Linked DNA regions of Gossypium arboreum: region 1 is linked to region 2. The links are chromatin contacts, called in public Hi-C maps. All regions are on one chromosome and are shown on one strand. Each heading gives the region's core, a stretch centred on a gene start, on an enhancer-like site or on the middle of the called end of the contact. The rest is flanking DNA. Distances are from core to core; before and after follow the strand shown.

Region 1 (6,636 bases), core at 515-3,014, 260 kb before region 2:
GAAAAAGACTCGCAAAAAAAATTGCCATGAGATTCAAGAAAATCATCATAATAGACTATGGAAAATTCATTGCAACATTAAGTTTAAGCAAAAACATATGCCATTGTTCATCGAATCCCCGAATTGAAAACGAAAATAACGAAATTTTAGAATCTAAACTGGCCTTAAATTTGAAAAAAAAAAGAAGAGAATTTCTGCAAAATACCAACTCTTTAATCAAAGAGACTGAATCCCATATCCTGCAAGAAATTGAACAAAACAAAAGTTAATTAGAACAAAAGTTAATTGAACAAAACATGTAATTGAGGTTAGGAGTGCTATTACATCATCGGATTCTTCTTTCTCTTCAGCTTTCTCTTCTTTTTTAGCCTCGGCTGCAGCTGGAGCTGCAGCGGCACCGGCACCAGGAGCAGCAGCTGCAACAGCAACACCACCACCACCAGATGGAACGGAGGCAAGCTTTTCCCTCCCGGATGCAATAAGCTCTGTTATATCTTTGCCCTTGACCTCAGATAAAAGAAGTTGAATCCTTTCATCTTCAGCTTCAGCACCAACTGTAAACAAAATCATATTTATGTAAATCTTTTGAAACACTGTCTATATACAGAATTGTTATATCCTTGTTTGATGGACAAAAAAGAAACATAGATAAGCAATGAAATTCACTCTACATCTTTGTTATCGGAATTGGCTAAATCAGAAATAGTTAAATGCTCAATTCGAGACTTAACCTTTTAGGATTGCTCGCATAAGGGTCAAACCTTTCAAAATGGTCATATAAGGGCTTTTCACGCAATTCAGCTAACAGCTAAATCAGATATTGATTGAAACAAAAAAGAAAACAATAAAGACAATTTGAAAACTGATATAGGACATTTGAAAAACCCTTATTTGAGGGCTTTCAAAACGGTTTGACTTTTCACTTGACCATTTTGAAAGGTTTGACCTTCATTTGAGCACTTCTGTAAATGTCAATTCAATCCCATTAATGTAATGACACCATTAGCATATAAATTAGTATAAGATTATTGAGTTTACCAACTTCAAATTTATTTATGAAACCAAAAAAGACTACCATATTGAATTATATAGAAGTAGCAAATTGCATTCTAGTATTCATTCATCGTACATTTCTCTAAACCAAACATGTTTTGAATTAAGGGGTTCAATATAGATGTGAAATCTCAAACCAATACACAAATACAGTACAAAGTTTATATTTTTATACGAAACCCACCTCATAATCAAATTGACATTCACAAAAAAACAGGTTACAACACAAGAAATCTAAACTTTTGGATCAAACCTATGAAAAAAGGTGCAAATACAATTTACAAACAAATGGATTACCAAGTGCAGAGATTGAAACAGATAAAAGGAAACATAGCAGTCAAATCAAAAAAAAAGAAGAAGAAGGTGAAAATAGTTTACCAGAGCCAAGAATGGCCTTAAGATCATCAGCTGAAGGGGAAGTGTTGCCTCCCAAAACAGCCAACAAATAAGCAGCAACAACCTTCATTCTCTCTCTCTTCTATATAATTTCTGTAAAGAAAAACAACAATTAAGTTACAACTATAAAGCCAATGGAGGAAAACGAAAGTTTAAGCAAAGGAGATGAAAGAGAAGAAGAGACAAACCAGGGGCGGCTATGGAAGAAACCCTGGGTTTTCAAATGGAAATAACAAAGGCCGTGACAAGCTTTATATGATATTTGCAAATTAGGGTTTTAGGCTTAAAAGAGAAAATAAGATTTTCAAAAAGGGTAAACTAAAAGAAATAGTCATTTATATATGTTTTAAATTATGTTTTAGTCATCAAACATTAATTTGTTACGAAATGATCATTAACGTTATTCATTTTCTATCATTTTTGGTAATTGAGTCATTAATGATGTAACAAAAAATTGATCGGGTAGGTGTTCATAAGTTGGGTCAAATTAAATTATGATATTAACACATTTTATACATACTTAAGCTTCACTGACCAAAATATGAGTTAAAAATTTGCCCAAACTCATCTATATTTATAATTGGTTAACATAAGTCTATTTTAGTCTCGTCTATATCATTTTTTAAAAATTTTAAAATATTTTCAATTTAATATTTTAATAAATTTTATATTTTTAGTTTATTAAAAATTAAATATACGCATCTTAAAAGTATTTTTTGATATTTACATTATAGTATTATATATTATTATAAATTTAGTTTTTATGTATTATAAATTATATAATAGATATAAATAACATACTATAATACATTAAAACATAGAATATGAGCTGGATTTGGGCCTTGAATGTTTGAGCTACAGTCTGAGTTTAACCTATATTTTGAATGAGCTTAGTTTTTTTTTCCAAGCCCGTTTTCAAACCTAATTTTTTTTTCCAAACTCTCGTAAATTTTAAGTAGACTTTCGAGCTTGGGCAGGTAACTAATTCATGAACAAGTTTAGTTAAATTGCCATTTCAAACGAAATTTTTAGGTCAAATTGTACCTCTAATCCCTATATTTTTTCTTTTGAGTAATTTAATTGTTTTCTTTTAACTTCCCTTTTTTTTTTCCAATTGATATCAACAAAATTTTTTCACTTTCTTTATTTCCCTCTATTTTTTTTTCTTTACAAAAGATTTGAGGAATGTTATACCTCCTAGTCCTCGAACACATTTTTTTGAGCATCCACCCATCGTAGACATCAAATACTCCTCAAATAACCCTTTGAGGGCAACTTCTAGCATATACTCCTCAACTACACACCCAAGTGGACCCCACACATTAACCATCACTACTAACACCAACTTTCATATCCTATTTGAAGTGCTTAATAATGTGTCCAATCGTCACCCTATCTAGACCTATAGTGGCATACTACTTGGGTAACTTGACTTGGGCTCACTCATGGAAAGACAACACATGACACTTCAGAATCATTGTTAAGGGTATATAAACCTTTAGTCCATACTGAAAATGGGATATTCTCTATCTCTCTGATAGGGAATAGAGTGGAAAAAGAATTGTATTCAAATTGTTCGACTTGAGAAAAAAAGATTAAAATCTGACTTGTAAAAAAGAAATAAACAAATTTAGAAATAAAGAAAATAAAAACACTAAAAGAAGAAATTTGAGAACAAGTAATAAATAAAATAATAAATAAAAAAATTAGAAAAAAAAATAAAGTAGAAAATGTATCACACTCTATCTCTCCGGCTCTCCACCTTACCTTAAGCAAAGTAAACCACCCAACATCACTGTTTATAAACTTGGTTTATTGATTATTATTATTTTAAACCATCCACAAATTATAGTAAATTATTCAAACACAATTAATAAAACTAAACCTATATACAATTTCTAAAAATTAAAATTCAATACAAAATTTAATTCATATAAAGAAGTAAAAAAAAGTAAAATTTTAAACGAATATCTATCTTTGCACCTTTATGAGCATGAACTTCTCTCGATTGCGTTTCCTCTTTGTTATGTTCTTTGATTTGATGAATGTTCAAATATGCCACTTGTCGAAGCTATTTTTTTGGAAGACGGGAATCGATTTTGTTTGAAAATAAAAATTAAAAAGAGAGTCGTCACCGATCTTTATTGGGTATGATCGGATCACCTTTACTTTAATAAAATGTTTTAGTTTATTAAAACGGTGTTTTTGGTCTACGAAACTCGAGAGAACAGGTTCGGGAGTTGGTTACGTGCGAGGAAGGATTATCACCCTCGTCACGCCCAAAATTGGTACCGGGTTGTTAGTTAGTATCTTAATGTCGAAAGTTGAAAATCGGGAACGGATTTAAAATACGATCGTTTTTATTAACGTCAATTTTAAAAATACTTGAATTAAATCAAAATAATTGCTAAAGATTTCTTCGTCTCGAGATATCGGAGTATCACATCCCGTAAGTTAGGACGCGATACCATGAACTCCCGAGCACAAGTTTGTCTTTAATTTTAATTGAAATTTCATGTGTTTTGGAACTTAAAAGGATATTTGGCCATTTAGGTTTAACGAGAAAACTGAAACCCCATAAGTTAGGGCACGATTCCTCGAATTTCCTAAAACACGAAATATTACCTTATTTAGAAAATTTTCTTTTTTGAAATATAGCGAGTATGACACTTCGCAATGTGAGTTTATTTTGTTTGGAGAAAAATGAAATAATCTATATTGGATAAATACATTAGAGCCAAATTCACGATGCGATGACATGAAATAAAAATATAGTAATGAGCATGGAACAATGATACATGAATACAATATTATACAAGTGAGTGACAATGAGATGGAAATACGAATAAAAGAATTATAATACATATAATGGCAATAATCACGTAATGATGTCACTTAAATTCCAATATTAACAATCAAGAAAATGAAATAAATAAAATAATATAAAACAATTTCAAGTAAATAATAGTTTAAAATAAATAGTGTATAAGAACAATTGAAAACGAATAAAAAAGTCTCAAATAAATAATATAAATATAAAAATTTAAAGTGAATAATAATAAAACAATTTGAAATAAACAATATATAAATTTTTTAAAATAAATGACATATAAAATAATTTGAACTACATAATATATATAAAAATTTAAAATATATAATATGTAAAAACTTAAAATAAATAGTATATATATAAAACATAAAATAAATAAATTATAAAATAATTTAAGATAATATGCAATAAAACCGTTTAAAGTAACTAGTTTTAAAAATATATATATGTACATAACTTAAAATAATATACAATAAAACAATTTGAAATGAATCCTATAAATCAATTTTAAATAAATGATACATAAAATAGTTTAAGAGAACTAATATGTAAAAAAATCTAAAATAAATAATGTATAAAACTATTTAAAATAAAGTGTAGAGGCCTAATTTAGCCCGAGCCTATAAACCCAAAATAAAAAAAACAAAAATAAGTAAAAATCTAAATATCATTAACAGCCCACAAGTCCATTCTACCCTAGCCCAAAAAATTCAAAGCCCAAATAGCTCAAAATATTTTAGAAAAAGAAACTAGGGCTTCCCTTGCACTGCAGCTGGCCTCCCAACCCTCGTACAGCCTCCAGCGCGCCTCTGTACGGCCTTCACGGACCACCACAAGCCACGTCGCTTCCTCCGTACGCCTTAGCTGGCCTTGTACCTGCGAAACATGAAAAAATGGCAGCAGAGCACAATAGCAGAAGAAGAAAAAGAGACAAAAAATGTTGTATTGTTTCTATTTTTCGGCTATAAAGCCATCTTTTCAATTGTATTAAAGGGGGACGAAAAAAAAAAAAGAAATCAATTAAAAAACAGTTTACCAAAGGTGATTCGCATTTTTTTCTCTGTTCTTATTCTTTTTTTTACTTTATTTTGAATCTACTTGACGAATCTAAAAAAGGGAGTTTATTTACTTTTTTGGTGTCGATTTAGTTGACGTTGGCTCCTCCGGTCTGAAGGTTGACAGATCCTTGTGGGTCTGGCTGAAACCGCGAATGTGGTGGAGGAGTATTATGAGTCGGCCAAGGTGAAGAATATGAGGAAAAGAAGGGTTAGGAATTTCGGGGGTTTTTGGTTAGAAAAATGGTTTTGTAAGCTTTTAAAATATAAATGTATAATAAAAGCTGTATTAAATTTAAAGTGATGCAATTAAGAGGGTGGAAACCCGCGTGTTGACCTGCTCATTAGGCTGAAATTGCGCATTTCCACCTTAAAGGGGGAATTTGCGCAGAAAGTCCCTCCCATTTGCACCACCTTTAATTTAATACTATTCCATTTCTTTCATTTTTGCCCTGAACTTTGCGGGCCACTCCAATTTAGTCCCCGCTTGAGTGCTGTTTTTTTGGGGGTTGGGAACATTGGCACTTTTAGCCCTTGTGCATTCATGCGCATTGCGTTTTGGTCCTTACGTCAGTTTCATTGATTTATTTTTATTTATTAATTATCTTTGTTAATTGAATTCTATTTCAATTAAGTTTTCTTTTCATTTCAATATGTGTAATTCTTTATTTTTTCTAGAAAATTTCATTTAATATTCGTCTTTAAAGATTTATTTAAATATACATTTGGAATTGCTATAATAATTTCACTTTGTTTATTTCTTTTATTTATCGTTTAAATTCTAAAATTATTGTTTCAAAATTCTCTTTTATATTATATTGTTTTGAAATATTGTATAATATTTATTTTATATTACCTTTATATTATATATATATATGGTTTATATTAAAATTAGCTTTATTTTACATAAATTTTAATCCCATGTTATTTTATGTATATAATCTCTTTTAAATCTATATTTCTTTCAAGTCTATGGTGTATATAGTTTATATTTTAAAATACATTTTATTGTATTTTCATTATTCAAAGTTCTTTCATGTACTATTATCTAATTAACATTGTTTATGATTATTTTTAATTATATGTGTACTGTTAATTCTAAATGGACATGTTTTTTTTTAAATACTTTGTACATTATTTGCTCCAATTTTTTTCTTTTTTTTTTCATTTATAATATTTATTTTAATACTCATTTATAGTTTATTTTTTAAATTATTGCAAACCTTAGTATGTATGGTTCATTTTAAAATTTTTCATATATTTAATGTTTTTTATTCGCTTTTACATTATATTGACTCCTAA
Region 2 (5,773 bases), core at 1,253-3,752:
TACTATTGATGGCACGTCTTTATCTTCTGTTATCCAAGTCACCCTCATGTAATCTTTGCCCGCAAAAGAAATATGTGCCTGAAAAAGGAAGATGAAAAATATTAATACATGAAAAGACGTGAGAAAATAATGAATAATAGACAATATCAACCTGTTGAGGGTCGGATTTGGATCGACGATGTGGAGTATCGATTAATTGTCGAGGAGGATATCGAATATAATGGATTTGTAATGTGTACGTGGTTTGAGAGATGAAGAAGATCATTGTTAAAAGGAGATGCAAGGAATGCTTAGGCCATGGTATTGCCATAATCTTTTAGTTGTTTAAGGTAGGATGTTCCTGAATTGGAGTCTTCAGATTTATTTATAACAAGGAATCTTTGAGCTGGTTATATATACATATATATATATATATATAATATACATACATACATATATATAATATGTTTGTATGTATAAGATTTAGATGGCGTCAAGTAAACCAATTGGAAAATTTCTCAATATACTTGCAGCAAATGACAAGTGTAGAGCCGGTTCTTTAACTTTGATTGTTTGTATGTATATATAAAATATGTATATCTAGACAACTGCCTGAAGAAGGGATACGACATGGTCACCAAACATGCAATTCAAGAAGCTGTTCAAACATGAAGAGAAACTTCATATACAGGGACAAATAAGGTCCCAATACATACAAACGTATTTAAATATCAAATTTTTAGTACTAGTTTAAATCTATATATAAACGTAAAAATTATTTTATTTTATTTTATTTTTCATTATTCTATCATGCGAAAAAAGTTATATTTTCATTATAAAAATCACAGATTAAATTAGTCTTTTTACTATTTAATGTATTTTGAATTAGCAGAGTAGCTTCTAAAAGCTTCACCTTTATTCTTTGTTTTTAAGCCCCCCCTGTCTTTCTACATGTCTAAACTTGTCTTCTTTATCTGTTTTTTTCCCCTTTTAATTACTTTCGGCCCCTTCTTTTATACCAACTGGAACCATCATTCTACTTGAATACAAAGCAAAAAAGAACAAATCTATGTCTAAGAGTAACATAAGCACATGTAGTAGTAATTCCAACATGTTCAATCTGCAGTCGACCTTGTAATAACCTTTATCCCTTTCTTTCATGTATAGGCCAGCCGAAAGAGTCCTGGGCAGCTATTGCCCTAATTATAATCCCCTATATATAGACCATATAGGGTTGCTCCTACAAAATATTACTCACAAAACAAGTATCATTTGCCATCATCCACCTGCTTGTTTCTCCACTAATAAGATAACCAGTTTTATATTAGTGATCTTTAATGCCATGCGTACGTAAATACATACATATAATTTGTGTCAATTACAGTGGTTTCTTTTATCCTAAAACCCCATTGGTTTTTTAACTGGGTTTCAGGGGGGCATTACAGGCAAGTTGAAGGAAGTTTGGATAGTCATGGAAAAGCTGAACTTAGAGCTATACATGAAGAACTGTTACATACTGAAACAGAATGAGAGGTTGAGGAAGAAAGCAAAGCTTCTCAACGAGGAGAATCAAGCGCTATTATCTGAGCTTAACCAAAAATTCTCCAACCCCACCTACTCTAAGCCAAAAAATTCAGCCATTACCATTACTGACCACCTCAACCTCAGCTTCAATTCTAACCCAAGTTCTTCCTATTATAACAGTGGCGAACCTATAGACATCAAGACCCCAGATATGGACCCAAGTTCTTCCTATTTCCATCATTTTTGTCATATAGTATTATCATTGTTCTCTCTTTAATTGGATAATGGATCCATTAATGTTGATAGTTTACAGGGGGAAAAAACAAACTTAATGGTTCAGAATCACTACGAGTTACTAGTGAGTTTCATTAAATTATCATAGAACACTATATTCTGGACTAACAACTCAACTATCTTCATGCATAGATTTGAAAATTGAGACGATACCGAAAAAGTATTAATCAGACATAATTTGAAAGTACAGCTTCTTCATGGCTCTTTCTCAGAAATCGAGTTTTCAAATTGAAAAAAAACATCGCCGTTGCCGGGGATCGAACCCGGGTCACCCGCGTGACAGGCGGGAATACTTACCACTATACTACAACGACCTTGTTGCTTTTGAAAAGAAGTATATATCTTTTGGTAAATAAATTAAGAGTTTAGGAACTCTTTATTTAAGTAAAAAAATTTTCACATAATTCCATCGAACGCTTACCTCTAGAGATAAAATTATTTAGAGTGGTAACCACGAATCCCGAATACAAACCGTAAAATGAATATGAAAAATATATAAAGAAAAAGAAAGAATAGTAATATCCCATTTAATACGTTGACAATGTACGCTTACTTTCTAACACTACTTGTTTAGTCTAAAAACTTTACTCGTTGCATAGTAAATATTTTCTCATATTTAATATGTTTTTATAATTAAAATTTAATAAACATTTTATTAAATTACCCAAAACTCGGCAAGTCGGGCCGGGTCTAATCAGCGCCCAATAAATTCCATTAACAAGCTTAAAAGTTGGAAACACAAAAAGATTCCACGGAAAAAAATTAGTAATTTCTAGATACCCACAAAACAAGTCTTTGTAGCTTTAACAAGAAATGGCGAAAGAATTCACGGTGCCGCCGGTGGTCTTCCCCTCCGGCGGCGGAGTCAACCCTTCCGTCGGAAACATCAACCAACGCCGGGTACCCACTGCGCCATTCCAACCCTCACGCCCTCCTTCCTCCTCTTCCGCTTTACCCTTCATGTCTTTTGATATGGGTTCGGCCACATCGTCGTCGGTATCCTTAGGCGGTTCAATCTCCTCCTCCGCAGCAACCGGATCCGCTTCATTCGAAGACGAAGAGCCCCTTCTCGATGAACTCGGTATCCACCCGGATCAAATCTGGTACAAGACCAGATCCATCCTCAACCCTCTCCGGGTGAACCCGACGGCCCATAAAGACTCCGACTTATCAGGCCCTATCTTTCTCTACTTATCCCTCTGCTTATTCCAACTCCTCGCTGGCAAGATCCAATTCGGCGTCATCCTTGGCTGGATCGTCGTCTCCTCGATTTTCCTCTATGTCGTTTTCAATATGTTAGCGGGTCGCAACGGCAACCTAGATCTTCATACGTGTACGAGCGTGGTTGGTTATTGTATGTTACCGGTGGTGATCTTCTCTGCAGCATCGCTTTTTATTCCCCAGGGGACTAGCGTTGCTAGGTACGCCGTGGCGGGGATTTTCGTTGTTTGGGCCACTAGGGCTTGCACCAATTTAATGGTGGCACTTGCTGATGGAGGTGAAGAACATCGCGGCCTTATATCGTACGCTTGTTTCTTAATCTACACTTTGTTTTCGCTTCTTGTTATATTTTAATTGAAGTACAATTTGCTTGTATCTAGGGTTAGGTTCTTTTAGTGGATACTAATTGCTATGTATTCTAAAGAGGTTTTCTTTTTTTTCTCTTTTTTGGTTGAATTTTGATATCTACAATGTTGAACAGAACTGAAATTTCATAGAAATTTGCCTTTTTAGCTCAAAGTTATTACTCGGTTTGTATTGAGCTCTTTTTCACTTGACATGGATATCTATATGATCTTTCAAATGTATCCTAATTTTTTTAGAAAAAATTATTGAGCATATTTGTGTTTGACATGAACCCGAATCCCAAATCCGACTAATATAGAAAAATATAAACTTGTTTGAGGACTTGAAATAGGCTTTTACTTTCTTCATTATTATTCGATCACGTGAATTTTGGATTTAATTCATGATCAAGCTCCCCGAATCCTGAGCCTGAGTAAGATAGAAGAAGATAAACTTGTTTGAGGACGTGAAATGGGAATTTACCTTCTTCATTATCACCTATTTGCATGAATATTTGATTTATTCATGATCTAGCTATTTGCATGGTTCCGTTTTATCGAGTACAAACATGTACCCTAATCACAAATCCACTTAAGGTAGAAGAAGATAAACTTGTTTGAGGACTTGCAATAGGCTTTTCCCTTTTTCATTGTCATCTCTCCGCATGACTATTAGATTTAATTCATTATCAAGCTATCCGGATGGTTCTGTTTTATTGAGTAGAAACACGGACTTGAATTATGGGTCCACATAAGATAAGATAAACTTGTTTGAGGGCTTGAAATGGGATTTTACCTTCTTCATCATCACCTATTTGCATGAATATTTGATTTCATTAATGATCAAGCTAGTCGGATGATTTTGTTTTATTGAGTACAATCATGTACCCTAATCAAGAGTCCACTTAAGATAGAAGAAGATAAACTTGTTTGAGGACTTGAAATAGGCTTTTTCCTTCTTCATTGTTATCTTTTCACTTGACTATTAGTTTAATTCATCATCAAGCTATCCAATGGTTCATTTTATTGAGTAGAAACACGTACCTGAATCAGGGGTCCACATAAGATAGAAGATAAGTTTGTTTGAGGGCTTGAAATAGGATTTTACCTTCTTCATTGTTTTCTATTTGCGTCAATATTAGATATAATTCATGATCAAGTTACTCTGATCATTCTGTTTTATCAAGTACTATGTTGTTGGAGATGGGTTCTGAGAGATCCTTGGTGTTAGCCATTATCTTCAATAAAACTATTTACTCATCCTGGCAAAGCATATTAAGGCAATAAGGAGAAAACATCTCTTTGGGCATGAGGAAAGATTGTTTTTCACTTTGGGTCCTTGATTCTCTTGAGAATAATGATGATTTTTATCTCTTTTTACAGTTTTACAGGCTAAATATAAATTTAGATCAGTTTTTTGGTGTGGAAGTTCTTGAGGTGTCATTTTATAATATAGACTCTGTGCATTAGTGCTTGGATTTACATCATTAGACTAAATATAAATTAAGTTCAGTTTTAGGGAACTCATCACAAATTGAAGCCAAAGAAGTTTAGGTCATGTAAGATGTTAAAGAAAATAAATTCTAATGCTCATCTCATGTGATTGAGTTGCCAACAGATTTGCATATCAGTCCAGTTTTTAATGTTTCTGACTTGTGTGATTGAGTGCCCTACAAATTTAGCAAGCTCTAATTCTTATGTGATTAAGTTTCCTACAGATTCATTTTAGATAGCAAAGATTATTAGTTTTCTTCAGGGTTTAGGGTTAAAAATAAAATTTTATTTGCAGGAAAGTCTAGTAACTTCACTTGCAAGAAAGTCTTTTATATATGTATGTATATATATGCTGTCCCTACTTTTTTCTAACTAGTTTTACAAACCTAATTCTCTTGATTGTTGCTGTTTTCTTCCTTAAACCTCATATATCTTGCTCGTTTCTAAGGTGGGATGTTGTCACGAAGCATTCATAAGTTCTGAATCTTGGAATACTGATTACTTTGTATGACTCCTTTTAAGTATTGAATTCTCAGAGTACATACGCAAGACATGCAGGTTTCTATGGTAGACATTGGCCCGAAAAGCATAACTTTTAGTTCAAAGGGTCTTTACAATGTCGTCACAATACTTTCACAGGTTTTCAGTCTTGGATATATTACAGGCTTTTTTAAGTATAGAATTTTAAGAGCGCGTAGGTAGGACTGCAGGTTTCTATGGTAGGCATGGAACTTAATAGCATAACTTCTAGTTCTAATAGTTCCCTTCAAAACTGCTATATGCGTAGATTACATCTGCAAGCTGCAAATTTACCTTTTCTTTTACCTGCATTCTTATTGTTGGTGGGATGTGTAAATATGTATTACTATTTCAGTCTTGCACAAGGGACATAATCCCTTTCATCCTTTAACTATAGG

Evidence for each region. Hi-C and Micro-C count contacts between places; a contact is called where the count stands out from the background.
Region 1: a contact with region 2 is called in a Hi-C map of leaf, with 4 times the contacts expected there. The contact joins the promoter of LOC108464524 here to the promoter of LOC108474529 in region 2. A contact is called at or near these places in 2 of 5 Hi-C or Micro-C datasets (both in leaf).

The regions. Positions count from the first base shown.
Region 1 is chr2:112,575,246-112,581,881 of ASM2569848v2, reverse strand. It overlaps LOC108464524 (60S acidic ribosomal protein P2A-like), which reads right to left and starts at 1,764. Exons shown (of 4, transcript XM_017764873.2): 1 at 1,638-1,764; 2 at 1,432-1,542; 3 at 325-554; 4 at 33-239. The coding sequence starts at 1,519. The coding sequence ends at 213.
Region 2 is chr2:112,314,618-112,320,390 of ASM2569848v2, reverse strand. It overlaps LOC108474529, which reads left to right and starts at 2,502. Exons shown (of 1, transcript XM_017776478.2): 1 at 2,502-3,537. The coding sequence starts at 2,611. The coding sequence ends at 3,372. It overlaps TRNAD-GUC (transfer RNA aspartic acid (anticodon GUC)), which reads right to left and starts at 2,111; the gene lies at 2,040-2,111. It overlaps LOC108475168 (purple acid phosphatase 22-like), which reads right to left and starts at 385. Exons shown (of 3, transcript XM_053021693.1): 1 at 152-385; 2 at 1-78. The coding sequence starts at 310.